Regions from separate parts of the Mus musculus genome. Here all the other regions are linked to region 2. The links are chromatin contacts, called in public HiChIP or PLAC-seq maps. All regions are on one chromosome and are shown on one strand. Each heading gives the region's core, a stretch centred on a gene start, on an enhancer-like site or on the middle of the called end of the contact. The rest is flanking DNA. Distances are from core to core; before and after follow the strand shown.

Region 1 (3,809 bases), core at 66-2,565, 37 kb before region 2:
GGAAGAAGAGAGGATTTTTCATTTTAAAATGTTCTAGAATAATTCATATTTGCTTTGCAGGATGGCATTGTGTGCTGTCAGCTCTGTAATAACTTCTAGACCTTTATTTATTGTTTTGCCTTAATGATTTCATGTTGCTCCAGTGTCGAGAATTCTCAGTGTCTTGTAACACATAACGACAGCGAAGGCCCAGGCTGGGGCAGGCCCCTGGGAGGGAACCCTGCTCCCATAATAGACCCTGCCAGTCTCGGTGGAGGTGGCAGAACCCAGAGCAAGAAGCCGAAGCCCCCAAGCTGGGTGCAAAGCGAGGGTAATTCTCACATCACCCTCTGCCGCCAGTGTTACTGCCCTGAGAGCAGTGCATGCTAAGCTTTAGGGGAGCTTGCACCTGATTTTGTGTGACCAAGCCAGGATTCCCACAGGGGCCAGTGGGCAGCCTTCAGTGACCTGGCGGCTCCTCCACTCTGGTAGCATGGGGGCTGATTAGGGCAAATCTTTAAGTGCAGATCCTCAGTACACAACTCTGGAGCATGGCCGTACTGTGGGTTCAGAATGAGGGGAGGCTCTGTGTCTAATGGGCTATCCGGAGAGTCACAGCCACACAGGACAACTCATCTGTTGGCTGTATCCTCACTAGAACACACTTGGGTGCGCTCAGTTCCTCTGACTGAGGTTCCACAGTTGGAACAGTCTCACAAATGTCTCATTGAGTACCCACCCCGCCCCACCACCACCTCTGCCAGTCTCCATCCTGGGTCCCTGAGGGCTCTACTCCTAGCTCCATATTCCCAACCCCTTCCGTGAAAAGGAATGGAAGAGGAAGGGGAGGCTTTCCCTGTTGCCATGGTGATTCTCCACCTCCCAGTCTGTGGGTCAGGGACAGCTTCACTATGAGCCTCTGGCTAAGACTGGAGGGAAGCGAGCTGCTCTGGACAGGAATAGGGTAGAGGATCGGGAAGGTCACAGGAGCTACAAAGCAGAGGGAAAGAGATGGTGAGCCAGATCCTGGAAGGCTAGAGCGCAGAGAGCCAGCTCGTCCAGATGCTTAGTGGCCAGGTCTTTGGCCCGGGAACAGAAAGAACTATGTGAAAGAGTGTGGCATTCTGGACCTGTGCTCTCTGCACCTAGACAGAAGACCCAGAGACAAGACAGCCAGAGAGGCTGGTGAGGTACAGAGACAGAACCTCAGGATGAGAAGAGACTGCGGCTCAGGCAGCAGAGCTCTGGAAAAGGAGCACACAGCAAGGCCTGCACTGTGGCTGCACTGGGCTCCACTAGGCTGCGCAGGCAGAACGGATAGTACCGGCTTCAGCTGGGGCAGATGGAGCGAGGAAGGGCCTGACCCCCAGCCCACTAGAGAATGGCGGATTGTCTGCTCTTTGGAGTGCTCCCACTGCTGCGGGCCCACAACCCCCTGCCCCTGGGATCATGGTGAGAGAAACAGAAGTGGGGAGGGGAAAAGTGACAGGCAAGTGATCACAGACCACGTCTCCACCTCCCCAGCTCCCACTCCCCTTTGGCGGGTTTTCCCTGGCAGCAGCAGGTGCTCCCTGGGCCCAACTGTCTCTGGCAGAGTCCAGGATGTTGTTAACTGGGGAAGTGATGCAGGAGAGACTATGGAGGGGGAGGGGCTGAAAAAGGAAAGGCTCCTGAGGGAAACCCTTCTCTGTTCCTTCTGTTTTTTCTTCTCTCTCTCTCTCTCTCTCTCTCTCTCTCTCTCTCTCTCTCTCTCTCTCTCTCTCTCTCTCCCTCCCTCCCTCCCTCCCTCTCTGTCTCTCTCTCTCTTTCTTTTTTTTTTTCCGAGGCAGGGTTTCTCTGTATAGCCCTGGCTGTCCTGAAACTCACTTTGTAGACCAGGCTGGCCTCGAATTCAGAAATCCGCCTGCCTCTGCTCTCCTCCTTCTGCATACACTTACTTCACAAGCATTCACTTTCTTATTCCTCTGCTGACTCTAATCAGTAGAGGCTGTTATTCTGATCTCTACTGGGTAGGTGAGAAACTGAGGCAGTGTTGGCTGAGGGAATTGCCAGAGAGGATTCAAACCTGGGAGAGGGCTGGCATTTGTGCTCCTGACAGCCAGTCTACACATTCTACATTTGTGCATCATTTGTGATATGGCCTTGCTATGTTGACTAGGCCTATGTTGAACTTCTGAGCTCACATGATCCTGCAACCTCAGCTTCCCAAGTAGCTAGGACTCCGGGCGTAGGCACCTTTGTATCTGGATTCCTCTTTCATTTCCTATACTGTTTATCCCCTGGCATTTCTCTAACCAGCCTTTATTTCTTCGAGCAATATGTTCCAGTCTGCCTAGTCTTGCTGTGACAACGTTATCTGAGTGGCTATGTGCAAACACGTGCACACTTGCTTGCATGGCTCCAGAGAGTCCCCATGTGTGGGAGTACACACACACACACACACACACACACACACACACACACACACACACACACACCTCTGTACACAAGGAAGCTATCACACCTGCCGAAGCCCAGGCAGGCCATTGCTTTCACCAGCAGAGCATTAACTGTGGCATAGTAACCCCAAACAATGATCAAGCCAAAAAAAAAAATGTTTGGCTTTGCAATCAAGTGCTGCTTGGCATATGTGGTTTTTGGCAATACATCTGCCTTCCTAGGTTAAGCTTGGGCTGATGTGGCTTCCCGCGAATCTGCAGCTTGGCAGCACTGGCTTCCAGGAGAGCCAGACTCTTGGTTCCCAGATGCCAGACGTGCCCCCCCCCCCCCCGCAGGCCTTCCCAGAGCTCCTCTCCAGCCCTGGCAGCCTCCACAGATCAGAGGAGATCCTGAAAGATCTCACAAGGGGCAGTGAGGATTCGAACCCTGGGTCACTGAAGAGGAGGGGGACTGTAAAGCTTGAGTGAACACAGGTGGGTCTGAGCCAGACCTGTGACCTCCCAGGTGTGCCTCACCCGTCTGGAATGTGGCTGCCTCACCGTCTAGTCTCGTCAGGCCCCTCTTCTGTGGCCAGGCTGGTGGGTGTGGATGAGCTATAATGGGTATGTGCCGAGCTTCCCTCCAGAGGACCCTGCATAAGGCTGTGTGCAGTGAGGGGTGACAAAGTCTCTTCCCCAGTGAGGGAAAAATGCCCTCACATTGTACCAGGGCCTCACAGACCCATCACCCTCCCTAGACATAGGCATAGTCATGCTTTCAGTGTTCATGAGTCCCTCCTGGGCCTGGCTTTTCGGTGGATCTAGGGGCAATGCTAGCAATTCAAACTTGGAAACTGTTATCTTCCTCCCGAATGGCAGCTCAGCTATCAGGCATGGAATAGCTTAACACAAACTTAAAGAGTGTCACAAGTAATAAAAGAGATGTAGGTAAGTTTGAAAAGCAATTTCCAACTGGAGACTTGGAGGAAACCCTCCTGGTTGAAGAAGCAGGACTTGATGTGGCCTCAGCAAAAGCAGAGATGTGCTTGGTTTTTCCAACTGGTACCCAGGGGAGACTATTACATGAACAGGCACAGGAAAAGCAAGATGCTACTGTCTGTGGCCAGACTGAGAAGGGAGTGGTAGGGCTGGGATGTGGTCTTGTAACTCAGAACAAGGAATGTGGACTTCATAGGTAGGTTAAAGATTGGAGGGTGGTTTTGCTTTGGATTTTTTCCCCTTTTGACACAGAGTCTCCTGTAGCCTAGGGCAGCTTCAAGCTCACTATGTAACTGGGGTGGGGGTAGGGGGCTTGAACTTGGATCTTCCTGCCTCTTCCCCACCAAGTGCTAAGGTCACTGGTATGTGCCACTGCACCTGGTCTATTCACTGATGGGACTGAGCACAGGGTGT
Region 2 (3,565 bases), core at 174-2,673:
ATGCGGGTGGGAAGGCCAGAGCTGCTGATGAGTTTCGGGGTTGCCAGGTGGTGCAAGAGAGAGAAAAGGGGTCATTGGCACAGCCCTATAAAAACCCAACAACCTCATCAAACAAAAGCTAGATTCGTAACAGCTTCTTCTCTCTTCGCTGGAAAAGGGTATTGTGTTAGTGGATGCGGATTCACTGCCAGTCCAACCGCGTTTCTGCACACTTTTCTCCTAATTTAGCCCTGTAGAAGATCTGCTAGGCTCATAGATGAAATAACTCTAAAGACAGATTCTGAAATTCCATCTAGATTTGGCTGCAGGGTCCTTCCAAGTTTGATCAAATGGGCTTTCCTAGCACCTCCCCCAAATAAGAGCAGAAGTGGCACCACTTTGAGATGTTTGGGTTAAGCTTGGGGGAGGGGGGGCTGCTATGCTTAACTTGAGTGCTCCTGGGAACTAGAATACTCTTTAAAGCTCAAGCCTTCAGGACCCGCATCGATTTCCACACTTAGGCAGATTCGTCGCCGTCCCCCAAAGAAGGTGGCCAGGAATTTACAACGTGGACAGAATTGGGAAAGTGTAACATTCCTAAGGAATAAACTCTGGTAGGTCGGTTGACGTCCGAAGAAAGGAACTTGTTCGAAGCCTGGAAAAGGGACGACCGGAATGGGAGCCAGGCATATTCGGTCAGTGCGCCACAAGCCTCCCTCCCCTGCTGCTACGGTGCAGTCCCCCGCTGCTACCACCTCCCCCCAGCTGCGGGAGCCCCGCCGTTTCCCACCTAGTCATTTGTTTTTGTTTGTAAAAGGTGTCTCCGGATCACAATTTTCTCACAACTTCTTGCCAGAGTTGGAGCTCCTCACCCGAAGCGCTTCCCCACCCACTCTTTCTCCCACCCTGGCGCCGGGCCTCCGGTTTCTCCCGCCCCCATCAGGAAATCGCCCGAATCAACTTTGCAAGTGAGCGCAGCGGGAGATCGACACTCGTGTCTCCCAGACTCCCTGCCGGGTGGACTTTGGATGGACAGGGGGAGGAGGCACCGAAACAGACAGAAGGCGAGATTACGCTGCCAAGCGCCCCCTACCTCTCCTTAGACTCGAGCTACGCCGGGGGCAATTTCCAGGCCAAACGAACAAGGGGCGGGCTATCAACACCTAGTGATTTGCAAAACCAGTGTACTAGGACCTCCCAAGCTTCCAGATCTCGCTGCAATCTAATCCCAACAAGTCTTTTTAAATATATAGGTTTGCTTTTACCCCCACCCAGAACTCTGACTTCCTCCGCGCCTCCTTTCCGCGCTTCCTCCCGCCTACTGTCAATCCTTGATGCCGAAACGGACGTCTTACCAAACCTGGAAGGGGCCAGGACATCTCGCTGCTAGTCGCCGGCACCGCGCGGGCCCGCCGCCACTGATCCTCTAAACGCGGTCTCCCCGCATTCTCCCCGGCCGGGGGGGACGCAGAATGGTTTACAGAAGGACCGCGAGGCGCTGATTGGTCACAGACTGCCGTGACGTCGGCGGGCGCTGCATTAAGGCGAGGGGGCTTCCAGGGCTCAGCCAACAGCCAGGAGCAGTGACCGAGCCGCTGGAGCTGGGGAGAGACGCGCGGAAGACTGGGCCAGGAGACTAGGGACCGAGGGACGCGCGCCTGGGGAGAGCCAACAAGGAACCCGCGGGCCGGACAGCGACACCGGCAATCCGCGCCAAACTGTTCCAGCCGCTGGCCTTCTATAGCCGCAGCCCCAGGACATTCTAAAGCTCTCCAAGACGCCCCCTCCCCTGGCTTCTCGCGTTGACCAAGGAAAAGAAAAAGGGAGGGAAAAAGAAAGGAAGGAGACTAGAAAGAAAACCCAGATTTGCCACCGCACAAAAAGAGAGGTGGGGGGGACAAGGAAAAAAAAAAAAGTCGAGCGACTGTGGGGCCGGAACACAGGCAGCGGGATCGTGGGCCGAGCGATGCAAGGCTGCGCGCCCAAGCGGCCGCGAGTTGTGACTGAAGCCAGGATGCTCGTCCAGGCGCAGTGAAGAGCCAGACCGTGTTGCCTCCCCAGGAGTCCAAGCGCAGGGAGGGCCGCTCGGAGGACGCGGCAGACTGCCTGGCAGGCCACCGGCCGAGGTGACAGGGCTGGGGCGGTGGGGAGCGAGCGAGTGCGCCCGGCTGCGTCCGCCCGAAGCGGACGGTCCCTTTCCATTTTTGACTGGCACAAAAAAGAAAACTCTCCAAAGGGGTGGGGGCTACCTAAGCAACAACTACAATCAACAAAATATCCTACCCAACCCGCCATCTCCCCCACACCTCGGTCTGCCCCCGCCCCCTCCCCAGGCCCAGCGCGGGCGCCCAGAGCGTCCCAACTCACTGCAAGAAACCGGCAATGTAGGATCCAAAGCTTTCTACTCCCGTGTTCTTTTCTTTCCGTGTTTTTTTTAAAGGGGAAAACCCGGTGGTGGGCAGTCTGACACGCACACAACCTGCCTTCATACTCTGACAAAAGCAGATGCACTTTGACTTCTGACAGCTCTACCTCAAGCTGGAGAGAACCCAGCTTTCCCGAATCCTGAGCTCTTGGCGTCTTCCTTTTCGTCTGTTTCCATTTTATTTATTTACGTCCCGCCGCCTCTCACGGTGACCTTCACTCCTTCGCGGGCTTTGAGCAGAAGAGCCGCTTTCTAGCCCGCTTGAGACTGATTTTCCTCGCCCGGTGAGCTGAGGTGGCGCTGCTCCATCCCGTTGCCCCGGGACTCCGGGGCTGCCCTCTACCAGCCTGGTCTCTCCCCCTTTTGATTTGCTAGTACGGGTTTTTTGCTTGCCCAACTAGAGAGGGTTTCTTCTTTTTGGAGGAGCTGGTTGTCTTCAGAAGTCATCCCCTCGACTCTAATTGCCCTGTCGCTCCGGGCCTCACCGGACCAAACCAAAGACCATGGTGCACTGTGCGGGCTGCAAAAGGCCCATCCTGGACCGTTTCCTCTTGAACGTGTTGGACAGGGCCTGGCACGTCAAGTGCGTCCAGTGCTGTGAATGTAAATGCAACCTGACCGAGAAGTGCTTCTCCCGGGAAGGCAAGCTCTACTGTAAAAACGACTTCTTCCGGTGAGTACTTCCCTCCCGCGCCTCTGTTGCTCCTTCCCCATGGGCCCTTCCAGGCCAGCTTCGGATCAGAGGTCTGTGTGGCTCTAGCAGCCGCGTTAGGAGCTGCCTTTTACTAGGGCAGCCCAGTCTTTTCCCGCTTCTACCTTTTAGGAAGCTAGTCGGTATTGCGAGATATATTAATTTTCTCTTTATCTTTTTATAAACACATCAGCTGTAGTACTTGGTTCTGGAAAGCGTGGTCCGGGTTTGGCTGCCCGCGCCTGGGAAGAAAGGGTCTGAGATGGCTTCAGCTCAGCAGCCCTAACAAGGCGAGGGAGAGGTGGAGCAGCCTCGGGGTTGCAGCTCTCGCTTGCCTTTCCCGAAGCCAAGCTCTCCAGCAACCAAAGACGTTTTCTGGTTCTCCCAGCTTGTTGGTTCTCCAAGTTGAGCTTAGAGGCTCCAGCTTTATTCCAGTCCCTGCCTCTTCCTTCTCCAAGAGATCTTGTCGG
Region 3 (3,765 bases), core at 521-3,020, 60 kb before region 2:
CTTGGGGTGTCAGGGGACACTGTCCTCCTCTCATGCAGGCCTCAGTTGGCTCCCCCACACGTGCTGTGGTGCCTCCTAAGCTTCTCTGCACCCCAACAGCAGCTCTGGAGGGCCAGGTGAGCATATGGCCACAGGAAGGCTCTTGGTGGGAGCCAGCCTGCTTCCTCTCCCTCGTTAGCGTCGCCCGGGGCTGCTCTCTCCTTAGCAAGGCCTGGATAACGAAGGCCACAGCCTATTAATTGCGGTGACAGTGATAAAGGAAGAGGGGGAGGCTGCTATTTGTCTTGCTCGTAACCTCTCGCATCATTCCAAGATGAATGAAAACTCATTTTCTGCTTTGATTCGGTCTAATTTCTCTGGCCCCCTGGGCCGCGTGGAGGGGGAGGGGCGGGGAGGGACTCACAGCCTCCCGTTGAGAAGGAATTGGGGGAGGAGAAGATGGGGTTAGAGGTCACAGAAGGAGGAGGCCTGCCCCATGATCGAACCAAGAACCTGTGGGGGAGCTGTTGGGACCAACAGCTATTAATGTGAAAGATACAGGGCTCATGCAGGAGCTGACTGGATTATGAACTAATCCAGCCCAGGAAAGACTCTCCACCCATTTCACAGATGTGACAATGGAGGTAGAGACTTGCCCAAGATCACAGAACCAGTGAGGCCAAAGCCCAGCTTCAGCATGGAGGAGAATTGGTCCTGGATTGTCACTGGCTTTTTATCTGTCACCTAAAACGTTGCCTCTTACCCAGATGAATGGATAGGAGGCAATGAAGTTCCACAGAGAAATGACTGTTGAAGAAGGAAGTTCCAAGTACTGCTCATCCATTCCCCTCCAAGGAATGGGAAAGGGAGATGGGCTGGAGGCTGGGGGATGAAAATGGGCTCTTCTTTCCATCACACCCCACACTGACCCGAGTGGACATTGTTAGCCTGACCCATTTGTAAGATGGAGCCTTAGGCCTCTGCCTTGCTGGCCATGTGGTGGATGGGTGTGGGGTGAGACTATGGAGAAGGGCTCCACCTGTGGCAAGTCCCCTGTTTGCAGAAACGGGAAGGGAAGGGGCCAAGCCTGCAGCCCTAGCAATCTGAGCTTCTTGGTCCAAGATTCATCTTTGTCCCTGGAAATTGATATCCAGAGTCAACTATTTGTGAGTCCCTACACAAGCCCTGCCTGGCCATTTGCTGTAAATCTATCTCCTCTCTGATAGTCAGAGGTCCCATGAGGCCCAGGAAATCAAAAGGGCCTGGGTTTCATGACCTTTCTGTTAAGGTGACCCCAGAACAGCTCTATGGGACAGGAAGAGTTGTCCCAGAAACAGGAAGAACATAGACTGCATCAGACAGGCTTCACACAGCATCCTTTGGGACTTCCAGGCACAGGCGAGGAGGTGTTGACATTGGGAAGAGTTTGAATGATGCTCTGATACTCAGCGTGAATAAAAACGTGTGCTCTGAAGCCAGACAGTGTGCTGTATGCTGCTGCTCTGCCCTTGGCTATGTGACCTTGAGCGAGTAGCTTTGCCTCTTTGGGCCTCACTTGTGTTTAAAGTGGGATGGTAATCGTGTCTCCTTCCTCATGCACACAGAGAGTGTGCCCTAAGTGGGTTGTGATCTGAGAGGCCAGGCACCAGGCTGAGAAGGGCTGCTCTAGGGTCAGGATGTCTGTGAGAAGTGAGACAGCTGACTCAAGCGTGTCCCCCATTCCCCTCCCTACAAAGTTCTCCCATCTGCCCCATCTGAATTGCAAATGGCCTTTCCTTTCACTACAGCCCCAGCAGGAGACAGCTGAGGCCAGAGAGGCAGCCCTGCCCCAATAGGGTGCCCATGGCCTTGCTCTGTCTCCAAAGGTCTGCAGGAGGAGCCCTCAGACCAAGACCGCAGTCCAGAGAATCATGGGGAAGCAGATGGAAATCCATTCAGAGCCACTCTACCTGGCATCCCTGGCCTTCCCACCCTGGTTCTACCATCCCTTTCCGCTCCTGACCACAGGGCCCCTTCACACAAGGCCCAGTCTGAGTCTTAGACTCACATAAGAAAGGGGAGTAACCCTTGGTCCCGTGCTCAGAATCCTTACATGTGCCAGGCCCTGGGTGTTGTGCCACAGACCTCACCTCAATTGTACTTTCCGTAGTCCTATCAGGTGCCTGTTCACAAGTCCCCTCTGTTGACAGTCCCATTCCACAGCCAGAGCTTCAGAGGTCCAGAGGTCCCAAGTGGCAAAGCCTCATCTTGCTTTCTCCAGATCTCAACACTGAAGCATTACTGTCTTTTATGCAACAGCAGACCCTGCACACCATCCAGTGGGAAAATGGAGTGGAGGGGCATGAACAATATGGGAGGCATAGAAGGAGCTGAGGTGATGTGTATAAAGCACCTACTCTGTGCTACCTAAAGATTAAAAACATGATAAAAAATGGCATCCTAGAAACTGACACTGTGGACACCCTGGCATCAGGTCAGGTGTCCTCAGCTGACTCTCTGGCCCTCTCAGAAGCCCGGCAAGGTAGTTATTGTTATTGCCACTCCACAGAGGCTCTACTGAAGCTAGGGCACCTGAGTGTCTAAAGCCACACAGACTTCAAGCACCCACGTGAGAACCTGGGCTGCTCCTGTCTTCCTTTGAATAGCAACATAAGAGCAAGGACTCTCTCCAGCATTTATTGGCTACTTTTCCCTGGCCAGTCTGGGAAGCACTTAAATAACAAGGTGACCCAGCTGTCAGCATCATTTCCATCCTACCAATAGGGAAAGAGAAGCTTGGAGGTCAGGTAAATCAAGAAATGGGCCCTCACCAGGAGTTAGGATCTCTCTTTGTATTTCCAACAAGTGTCTCTCCCTGAGAAACAGCCTAAAGTCTTCAGGGATCATAGAGTCTCCATTCTGTGACCTTCCCAGATGTATCTCTCAACACTGTCTCCACCGATTGGAAGATAATCTGTCTAACAGATTTCATCAATTCCCAACTCAGATATTCTTCATACATATGTGTGTTCATACTTGTGTCTCTTTAGGAAACTCCCATTCACCCATTTTTACATACAATTTCATTGAATCCTTCCTTGACATACCGTAGAAGAGGAATCGATGTCCACAAGACACCCTAACTATTGTACATTTCATAGTTCACCACAAGTCCTTGCTCCTGTCTACAATTCTCTGGCCACACCATGGACTCATCTAGGCGTGAACTTGTGCTCACCAATTTTATGTCCTCAATGGCTTCCAAGATCCCAACATCATAGAAGGTTCTCTGCAAACAGTGTAGGGCATCCAGTTAATGTCTCATCTCAATAATACTTAGCCTCAATTGTAAATCCCCCACAAAGATGAAGCTGAGAAACCTGTTTTCTGTACTCTCAGAGAAAATGACACAAGCCCAGGGACCTCCTATGCCCTCTCTGATCCAAAGTTCCTGAAAATGCCTCTCAGGGCCTGAGCCTGATGACGCCTTAGGTTTTGTTCCTAAGACAGGAGAAAACTGGGAAGAAATGGCAAGTCTAGACTTAAACTGATTCAGTTACCTGCTTCAAGTTTCATTGGAAACAAAAAGCCTAGCCTCTGTCCCTTCCAAGATAACCTAGGGCCATCTTCAGGGTTAGAAGGGTTCAAACCCTGGTCCTAGCTGGGCATGGTAGTACATGCCTGTAATTCCAGCATTTGGCAGGGGTGGGGGAGGCAGAGCCAGAAGATCAAAGGCTCAAGGGCAGTCTGGGATACATGAGACCTAGTCCCCCCCACAACCCCCCAAAAAAATCCCAAACTAGAGAC

Evidence for each region. HiChIP or PLAC-seq counts read pairs in DNA pulled down with a chosen protein or histone mark.
Region 1: an H3K27ac HiChIP or PLAC-seq map of differentiating embryonic stem cells shows a contact between it and region 2, with 3 times the contacts expected there. The contact joins the enhancer-like site here to the promoter of Lhx1os in region 2. A contact is called at or near these places in 2 of 39 promoter capture datasets (embryonic stem cells and macrophages), 3 of 484 Hi-C or Micro-C datasets (the G1E-ER4 cell line, cerebellar granule neurons and cerebellum), 11 of 115 datasets of contacts at active chromatin or transcription factors (the SCID.adh cell line, bone marrow-derived macrophages, differentiating embryonic stem cells and 5 more) and 3 of 9 other capture datasets (adipose tissue, liver and pancreatic islet).
Region 3: an H3K27ac HiChIP or PLAC-seq map of differentiating embryonic stem cells shows a contact between it and region 2, with 3 times the contacts expected there. The contact joins the enhancer-like site here to the promoter of Lhx1os in region 2. A contact is called at or near these places in 1 of 39 promoter capture datasets (embryonic stem cells), 5 of 484 Hi-C or Micro-C datasets (cerebellar granule neurons, embryonic fibroblasts, nephron progenitors and 2 more), 12 of 115 datasets of contacts at active chromatin or transcription factors (bone marrow-derived macrophages, differentiating embryonic stem cells, embryonic forebrain and 6 more) and 2 of 9 other capture datasets (liver and pancreatic islet).

What each region holds. Positions count from the first base shown.
Region 1 is chr11:84,560,632-84,564,440 of GRCm38.p6, reverse strand. No RefSeq gene overlaps it. Among named protein-coding and RNA genes, the nearest start is that of Lhx1os, 37 kb to the right of the region's middle. Within about 2 kb of position 1,315, at least 17 of the 459 cell types and tissues checked have an H3K27ac peak or open chromatin away from gene starts, as enhancers often do. A contact at or near this core is called in cerebellum and differentiating embryonic stem cells, where this site is marked.
Region 2 is chr11:84,523,518-84,527,082 of GRCm38.p6, reverse strand. It overlaps Lhx1os (LIM homeobox 1, opposite strand), which reads right to left and starts at 1,423. Exons shown (of 4, transcript NR_038057.1): 1 at 1,335-1,423. It overlaps Lhx1 (LIM homeobox protein 1), which reads left to right and starts at 1,549. Exons shown (of 5, transcript NM_008498.3): 1 at 1,549-3,077. The coding sequence starts at 2,908.
Region 3 is chr11:84,583,781-84,587,545 of GRCm38.p6, reverse strand. No RefSeq gene overlaps it. Among named protein-coding and RNA genes, the nearest start is that of Lhx1os, 60 kb to the right of the region's middle. Within about 2 kb of position 1,770, at least 10 of the 459 cell types and tissues checked have an H3K27ac peak or open chromatin away from gene starts, as enhancers often do. A contact at or near this core is called in differentiating embryonic stem cells, where this site is marked.